Regions from separate parts of the Zea mays genome. Here regions 1 and 2 are each linked to region 3. A link is a contact called in public Hi-C data. All regions are on one chromosome and are shown on one strand. Each heading gives the region's core, a stretch centred on a gene start, on an enhancer-like site or on the middle of the called end of the contact. The rest is flanking DNA. Distances are from core to core; before and after follow the strand shown.

Region 1 (2,700 bases), core at 164-2,663, 380 kb after region 3:
GAGAACATCATTGCATCATGCCACTGGGCATACAAGGGTGTTGAGGAAGACTCAACCCTAGAAGGTACTACTAATACTAGCACATTACTTTTTTAATTAAGGTAATGCCTACATTCCTGTTCTGTAGTATGCACACCAGATTTATATTGTTGTCGTACTATTGATGCATGATTTTAACTTGAGGGGGCAAGAATATGCTAATTAATTTGTGTTTATGTTCTTGGTGCAGATCCCTATTTCTTATAAATCTTCTCTTTACTATTCCATTCACCTCTCTCTCCTCTCCCACATTTAAACGGTAAAAATCTAAAATTATGCAAAAATAAAGATTAATAATTTGTGAGTCGTGGCAACGCACGAGCACCTAACTATGTTTGGTTAATGCATGTCTGATTTCTGTTGACGAGTATTTCAAACAACAGCTGTAGGTTTGGGGCAGTCAACTTGTGTAGGCATTGGTGGTGACCCGTTCAATATCACATATACACATTTTGAGATTAAGGCCTCATATTTTAAGCAAAAGCCTTCCTTTTTAAATCTATTATGAAATATCTTGTCATGGATTTTGTACTTTGCTCTGTGGAATTAATCCCTTGTCTGGCATTATCTGGTACTTGAATACTTTAAGTGTATTTTTTTATTCCAAATGCTACATACATATGTTTTTCAGTCAACACAACTCCATCTCATTTTGTAGTTTTCTTAGTGTTCAATACTATTTGGATTCTATTAAGTCAGAAATAGCAAAGATAACATAGAAAGGTGGACTTGCAAATGCAGAAGCAATTGGAGAATTGTACATCTTATGCAACTTGATCGAACTGTTATATTTTAGATCTTTTGTTTAGCATTTTTTAATCCACATGTATTTCTCTATCATATAAAACTCTATATTGATTCTTTAAAATAATTTATATGAATTTGATAATGTTTGTCACAACTCACACGAATTCTGTATACCATAATGAATTAATGGTTGAGAGACTATGCACAAGTCATGCAAATTAACAAGACTCATACAAGCGTCGAACAATGTGCTAATGATGATCAGAGACACAAGGGTAGCACATGATCAGGTCTTAACATGTTTGGTTTCCGAACATGCTTTTCTCCAGATCCCCAAGGAAGAAGAAGATCCGGTCAGATATATGTCGATGCTCATCCCAACGTACATAAGCTATCAATGGTATTATATGTTCCCGTTGCAACGCACGGGCACACAACTAGTAAGTTGAAAAAAAACAGTAAATATCCTTTGCGGTGGCGGGTCTAGGCTGGGGTGAGACAATCGGGCCGAACCAAATGAAACAGGCCCTTGAGCTCAAAGTTTGGTGGGCTCCATCGGAAAGAATGGATGAACCGCATAACGAAATGGAGGAACCCTAGGCCCGCCAAACACACACACACACAAACAGAAAACTGAGTCAGAGAGGTGCAGATCAATGCGGCGGTGGTGGTGCGCCGCCGGCGGCCTCGCCCGCTGCGTCCTCTCGTCCTCCACCTCCGCCATAGCATCCCATGCCCGCCCGCTGCCGGCACCCCTGATGCCCAAATCTCCCTCCTTTACCGTCCCTTTCTCCTTGTCCTGTCGCAGGCACCACTCTCTCCAGGGATTCTTCCACCTGGTCATCGCTTCTTCCTTCCGCCCTCCGGTGAGTTTTCGTATTGTCTCGTCTCATTGAATTTCCACCGCCTTAATGATGATTGCCTGCGTGGGCCGTGTCGCGCAGTCGGCGCATCATCAGCAAGTGCGGCACTACGCCAAGAAGGAGAGGTCGCGCGCTCCGCTCACGCCCACTAAATCCAAAGTCAAGAAATACAAGATGAAGGCCCCCTCGTAATCGCCTCCATTCTTTTCCATTGCCCTTCTTACCTTCTCGGCGGGCACCTCAGGCAGCTGATTTTATGCTTTTATTGCTAGGTCCATGAAGTTCAGATTCAGAACCATGAAAGACGGACAGGTCCGCAGGTGGAGGGCCGGCAAGCGCCACAATGCACACCTCAAGGTAAATGTCCAGGCTAACTTAGTGAGCATGCTTTTCTACCAACCACAGTAATGCTACTAGCTTGAAGAAATGACTGGTATGGATTGTCATGCATTGTGAATCGCACTGAACTGAACACTGCGTTCAGCATTCCTTATAATTTGCACCATGAAACTAAGGCTATTTCCATCCCATTGTTTCTTGTCACAATATCCAAATTTGTTATATCATGTACTCATGTCTTACTATAGAAGACATAGTTATCCCAATGCATAGTATCATGTCCTTGTTTCATAGTCCCCACAAGACAATTAAATGCTAGATGTATATGAGAGTATGAATTGTGGGTCACTTACATGGTTCAGGTATCAGGTCTCAATGGTTATGATCTGGTGCTAGAGTGCTATCTCCCTCAAGATACTACTTTATTCTTTTTTCTCTTTACTCAAATGCTGCATCATCTTTCTATCCTACTTGACATGTATTAAATGAGTATGATACCGTGCACTGGGAATAGCCTAAATTGACTATTTGACTTGTCTGCACAGTTCAACAAAGTAGAACATTGGAGTGAGTGGCACATATTTTTAAATCTAGCATATTGAGTGCCTTAATAATTGTATTGGCAGGAATGCTTTTCATTCACTATACTATACTACTCCATCCTTCCCAAATTATGTCATTCCAACTCTCTTTGAGAGTCAAAGCATCTCAA
Region 2 (2,700 bases), core at 187-2,686, 360 kb before region 3:
ACGACTGCAAAAATGAAATGAGAAAATGATAGCAACCAGATCATGGTGGTTCCCATATGAGGAAAACGAAGAATGAGAAAGACATAAAGTGGTTCGATGATGGATTAGCGATCGTCCATCAATCATGTAGGACCAACTAAGTAGTTGTTTGGTTCTTTTAGCTAAAGTTATTTATTATGTGTCACATCAAATATTTGAGTATCAATTACGAGTATTAATTATAGTTTAATTATAAAACTAATTATAGAGACAAAGATTAAACGAACATAAGAATTTATTAAGGCTATTTAATCTATGATTAACAAATGTTTAATATAACATCACTTATCAAATCATAGACTAATTAGAATTAATAGGTTTGTCTTATCGTTTAGTCTTAGGCAATGTTTGAACGTCTTGAGGTAATAGTTAGCTGCTAAAATTACTTGTAGAGGTTCCAAACATCCTCAACTAATACCTTAACTAATTGTTAGTTATCTCACAGCTAACAATTAGTTCATTAATATATTAACTGGCTAATTATTAGCTCTATAGGTTTCAGACATGTCCTTAATCTATATAATTAGCTTTATAATTAGAACTAGTCTAATCCCCGTGCGTTGCGATGGTACCCAACCATATTTGATGATATTGATTGATGACTAAGTGACACTTGAGAGTCTTAATGGACCATCCACATAAAAATAACATAATAAATATATTTAATGTCAAAGTGAACATATTGTTCATATACTATATATTGAACTGGTAAGACATAGAAAAGCACAAGTACCCTAACAAGATCATTCTTGAAATACCAAATACAACAAGTTTATCCTCTAATGCTTAACATGCTCATTGAAAATACATACTTGCTCTTGTCTTTAGAGTATCATATCAAACAATAAAAATATTCCGTTTTTATAGAGCCTTATACTCATTTCCAATTGCATAGTTTGTTTCACTTAAAATTCAATGCGCTACGACGAAAAAAGCGAGCGGAGATGTTGCAAAATGGACAGGGTTTGTTGCTAGAGCGACAACTACGAGAATGATGCTGTGCGAACAAATAGGATATAGATGAGATATGATCTGGGACCGCGAGTTAATTTTGAAGAAATACAAGAGATTATTTATAAAAAGATGAATACAATGGATTCTTTATAAAAATATGGCGTGACATGATCGTTGAAACTGATGCTTTAATATAGTAGAGATAGATATATTAATATTATAATTAGAATATTAAATTTATTTAATAATTCAAATTAATAACCAAACATCAGAGCATCAACTAAAGTTATCCATGTTGACCATGTATCCATGCAGGGCAACTGGGCAACTAACGCGAAAGTTGCCAATTTGGCAAGCAGAAATTAGGCCGGCGGTGCGCGCGCACGCTTTGCGAACACAGACAGGACGGTCCAGATCGCTCGATGCGGCATCGCATCGCATCCAGTGGACCTCGCCGCTCTGGGGTCCAGGCAGGTGAGGCCAGCGCGAATCCGCCGTCCTGGTTTCCACGGCCGCACCGCACCCTACCTCTCGTCGTCTTGCCGCCGATCCTTTTTCCGAAACCTAGCTCGCCCGCCCGACCTCCGACCTTCTAGAACCTTGCCTCCGAGGTGCCGCCCTCCCCGCCCCGCCTGCGCCGCTTGCTCATCGCTTCTCTCCCCGCGGCGGCCTCCCAGATCCGGTTGGATCGAGGGGCAAGGTCAAGAGATGGGGCAGGCCTTCCGAAAGCTGTTTGATGCCTTCTTCGGCAACAAGGAGATGCGGGTACGCTGTCTCCTTCCTTCCTGTTTCCCCTCGCTCCCTTCCCATCTCGACAGGATACTGCAATGAATCGGGCTCCTCGATAAACCGATCCGTTCACAAATCACAAGGGCGGTGGTGGCTGGTGGCCTTGTCGCACTCCTATCTCCATTTCTCTTGGCATTGATTTCAGTTACTACTGAATGGTTAGAGTCATGTGATCCGTCAACAATCTGCCAGCACTGTTTTGGCTACCAATCACTAACATCCAAGAGCAGGGAAATAATGAGTCATGATGCTAGCCAGACATACAGCTATAGTGCCCTGTGGTAACCTTACCTGTTTCAGACGGTTATAGATTTGATTTCTTGTAATCTACTAGTAGTGGATCATTTATAACGACAACAATCTCTGCATCGTGCTGCCAGTCATCCAAAGAGAGTTAAATAATGTGTTACCAACCACAGCGTGCTGGATCTTTCATACACAAGATCAAATTGTACCTGGGTAAAATGATATATTGATGTATTATTACTTCACTCATTTTCTGGACTAGGTGTTGCCATAGTGTGTACAGCATGATGCCAATTCAAGTGCAGGGCAGGCTGTGTTCCAATCATGTCTCATGTCTTCTTAACGATGATTTTTGGTTGTCCTTACATGTTTAGTCTTCTTTTTTTATATCATCGGAGATTAGAACCAGTATCCGTTTTAAGCTGAACATGCCTCTAATAGATTGGCCTCTTATTTTTTTCCTCAGGTGGTGATGCTTGGGTTGGATGCAGCTGGGAAAACCACCATACTCTATAAGCTTCACATTGGTGAAGTTCTCTCCACTGTCCCTACCATAGGTCCGATTGTACCACCTATCTGCTTGTGCATTTCATAACTTTTGGTTTCAACCATTGCTAATTACAGTTGTCCAACTCTGCACCTGCCATGCAATTGATTCGTCCGTTCATATGT
Region 3 (2,700 bases), core at 12-2,511:
AGAGAGTGGGAGAGCGCGCGATGGCAAAACCACTAGAGGGCAAAACAAACAAACGATCGCACGTTTCAATTAGCCATTCCAGGTACGGTTTTTAGCGCGTCGGGTAACACATTAACCACCCACATGTTGTTGGTTGAGCCAGACCGCACTCGAGTTGGTTGGTTGGTTGAACCGGTTGGGTCTATTTGGACTCAGCTGATCAGCTGTTGGTTTATCACCTAAGGTGATAAATAGATTATATATAAGTAAACCATATATATGATGATGTTTTTTTATCTTTGTTGTCTCTTAATGATTGATATATCGATAGTTGTTATCACGCATTTGGTGCCCTAATTGTGTTTGTATCATAAAGAGATTTTTGTGCTTCAGTGTTCAATCCCCAAATAGGGAACAAAGATGTGTTGGGATAGGGATGTGTTTGTCCCCGTTAAGGCCTTGTTCGATTGCATGAGGATCAAAGGGGATTAAATCTTCTTTTCAATTTTAAATAGCAAGGGATTTAATCCCCTCCAATCCCCTAAATGTACCCCTAACCGAGGTCCTAAACATTGTTCGGTTTGGAGTGGATTAAAGGGGATTGAAGGTAGAAAATTAGTTCATGTTTGGCAATTTTTAATCAAAGAAAGATTTTGAGTTTCGAAAGTAGCCCCTAAGCAGGGGCGAAGCCAGCCTCCACATTCGCTGGTGTCAGCATCATTAAGCACACAATGTTTAAACAATATTTTATACTAGAAATTTTGAAATCCCTTGGTGTCAGCTAACACTGGTGCTAAGCTATAGCTCTGCCCCTAAGCCCTAAGTATATCGAGGCAGGAACGGGGAATCGGTTCGGGTCGGGAATAGAGGGCTAGTTCTCACGTCAGCTCCACCATGTCTCGTTGCCATCTCTAAGCAGAGCATGGATATGAGGAATAGAGGATAAGGCCATGTTTGGGAATAAAGTATTTGAAAACTACAGTTTTGTAATACAATAGTTTTAAAATGCCAATACATACCCACAATTTTTTACCGTAGCATTAAAATCTTTGGTCAGAAGCTATATTTACAAAATTGTGAAAGTACTGCATTTTAGTCAAAACTACAGTTTTGAAAACAGAGTTTTTTTAAAAAAACTACCAAACACTGTATAAGAAAAAAATACTACAGTATCTTCAATACTATAATATTCTATAAAAAAAGAGAAAATACTTCACTGACAAGCAGGGCCGCCGGTGGCCTACGTATTTCTTGTTCTCTACTCGGGAAACAGACAGGACAGGGACGGAGGCCAAACCCAACCCAAAGCCCAAGCCGAAGAGGAAAGGATAGGAGACGGATAGGGTACCCGCGATGAGGCCCGCCGCCGCCAGTACCGGCGGGTTCCATCTCGTGCTCCCCGCGGCGCACAGGCTGCCTCCTAGTCTTCCTAGCATCAGTAGCCGAAGAGGTGTAAGGATACGAGCGGCGGCGGCAGCAGGCGGTGGCGGCGCGCTGCTGGGGCGTCCCATGGAGGACGTGTACAAGGTGCGCGTGGAGCGAGGCGAGGTGGCGCGGGCACGGATGGAGGCGCTGCGGGTCATGGAGACGTGGTCGTCGTGGCGCACGGGTGGCCGGTGCCGGATGCCGTGGGACTGGCAGGTCGACCAGCTCGTGTACATCGTGTCCGGGGAGGTGAAGGTCATCCCCGCCGGCGCTGTCCACGGCGACGACTACATGCACTTCGTGGCCGGGGATCTGGTCAGGTACCCGCGCTGGTTCGAGGCCGACCTCTACTTCGACGGCCCGTACGAGGAGCGCTACCGGTTTCTCGCCTACGGAGACGACAACTAGTTAGTACATCTGCATTTCAAGCAGCTTTGCCTAGACCCTAGAGTATCCATCTACCGGCAATGCATGCGTTGTAATGTTCCTCTGTAATGTATTGGTGTGGCGTAGTCAGGCACCGAAATAAACCAATCATTCCAATGTTTGCGAATTTTATTATATAACTTATTAGTTCCTCCAAACTTCTAAATTGGCTATGATACGCGTGCAAGAGAAATAAACTGTTTCTTAATTCCAACATTATAGCATACTACAAATATTTGAATACTCATGCTTCTTGATACAATTGCTTAGACAGTTTCAGCACTGCCGCCAGCATCAATTTTTTTGCCTGCACCCGCGGAGTTCAGCAACTTAACCAGAATACTATATTTAACAGATACTTTGTGGATGATGGTACTAAAAATAAGTAACATTAACCAGGCATAACAATTCAGGGGAAACGGAGAGAAGATGTTTGACAAGGTGCCAATAGCCACAGGCTACAAAAGGATTAATAATACGAGAGAAACAAAGAAAAAAAATGGAAGACAAAGGATTAAGTTTGTTTATCTCATCAGTTATCGCTCCTATTTCGAAGCATGTCCCAACATCACTATCAGTTGTAATTTGTCCTCTGTCTTCTGGTACCCTGAATCCCTCCTCTTCCACCACCTGAATTCGAGTTCATGTTGCTTCCACCACCTGAGTTTGAGTTCAGGTTGCTTCCACCACCTGAATTCGAGTTCAGGTTGCTTCTTCCTCTTCTCCCAGTCCAGCCACCGTTGGGCCGAAAAGCAGCGCCTGCACTAATGTTAGAACTGCCACCGTTCTGAAGGTAGAAATGACTGGTATCCTCGATCACCATTTCATCAGCGCCTGAGTGATTTGCTGATGCCCTTGCGCGATTACGGT

What was found. A called contact is a pair of places that touch in the nucleus more often than the background predicts.
Region 1: a Hi-C map of ear shows a contact between it and region 3, with 2.9 times the contacts expected there. The contact joins the promoter of LOC100283274 here to the promoter of LOC100277516 in region 3. A contact is called at or near these places in 3 of 25 Hi-C or Micro-C datasets (ear, leaf and tassel).
Region 2: a Hi-C map of ear shows a contact between it and region 3, with 2.5 times the contacts expected there. The contact joins the promoter of LOC100192068 here to the promoter of LOC100277516 in region 3. A contact is called at or near these places in 4 of 25 Hi-C or Micro-C datasets (bundle sheath, ear, leaf and 1 more).

Annotation. Positions count from the first base shown.
Region 1 is chr1:107,745,801-107,748,500 of Zm-B73-REFERENCE-NAM-5.0, reverse strand. LOC100283274 (ribosomal protein L35p-like) reads left to right here and starts at 1,413. Exons shown (of 4, transcript NM_001156176.1): 1 at 1,413-1,652; 2 at 1,731-1,837; 3 at 1,922-2,006. The coding sequence starts at 1,443.
Region 2 is chr1:108,493,527-108,496,226 of Zm-B73-REFERENCE-NAM-5.0, reverse strand. LOC100192068 reads left to right here and starts at 1,436. Exons shown (of 6, transcript NM_001294310.1): 1 at 1,436-1,758; 2 at 2,495-2,585. The coding sequence starts at 1,702.
Region 3 is chr1:108,128,590-108,131,289 of Zm-B73-REFERENCE-NAM-5.0, reverse strand. It overlaps LOC100277516 (plastid transcriptionally active 18), which reads left to right and starts at 1,261. Exons shown (of 1, transcript NM_001151050.1): 1 at 1,261-2,042. The coding sequence starts at 1,333. The coding sequence ends at 1,812. LOC100191396 (putative RING/U-box superfamily protein) reads right to left here. Exons shown (of 1, transcript NM_001136830.1): 1 at 2,202-2,700. The coding sequence ends at 2,405.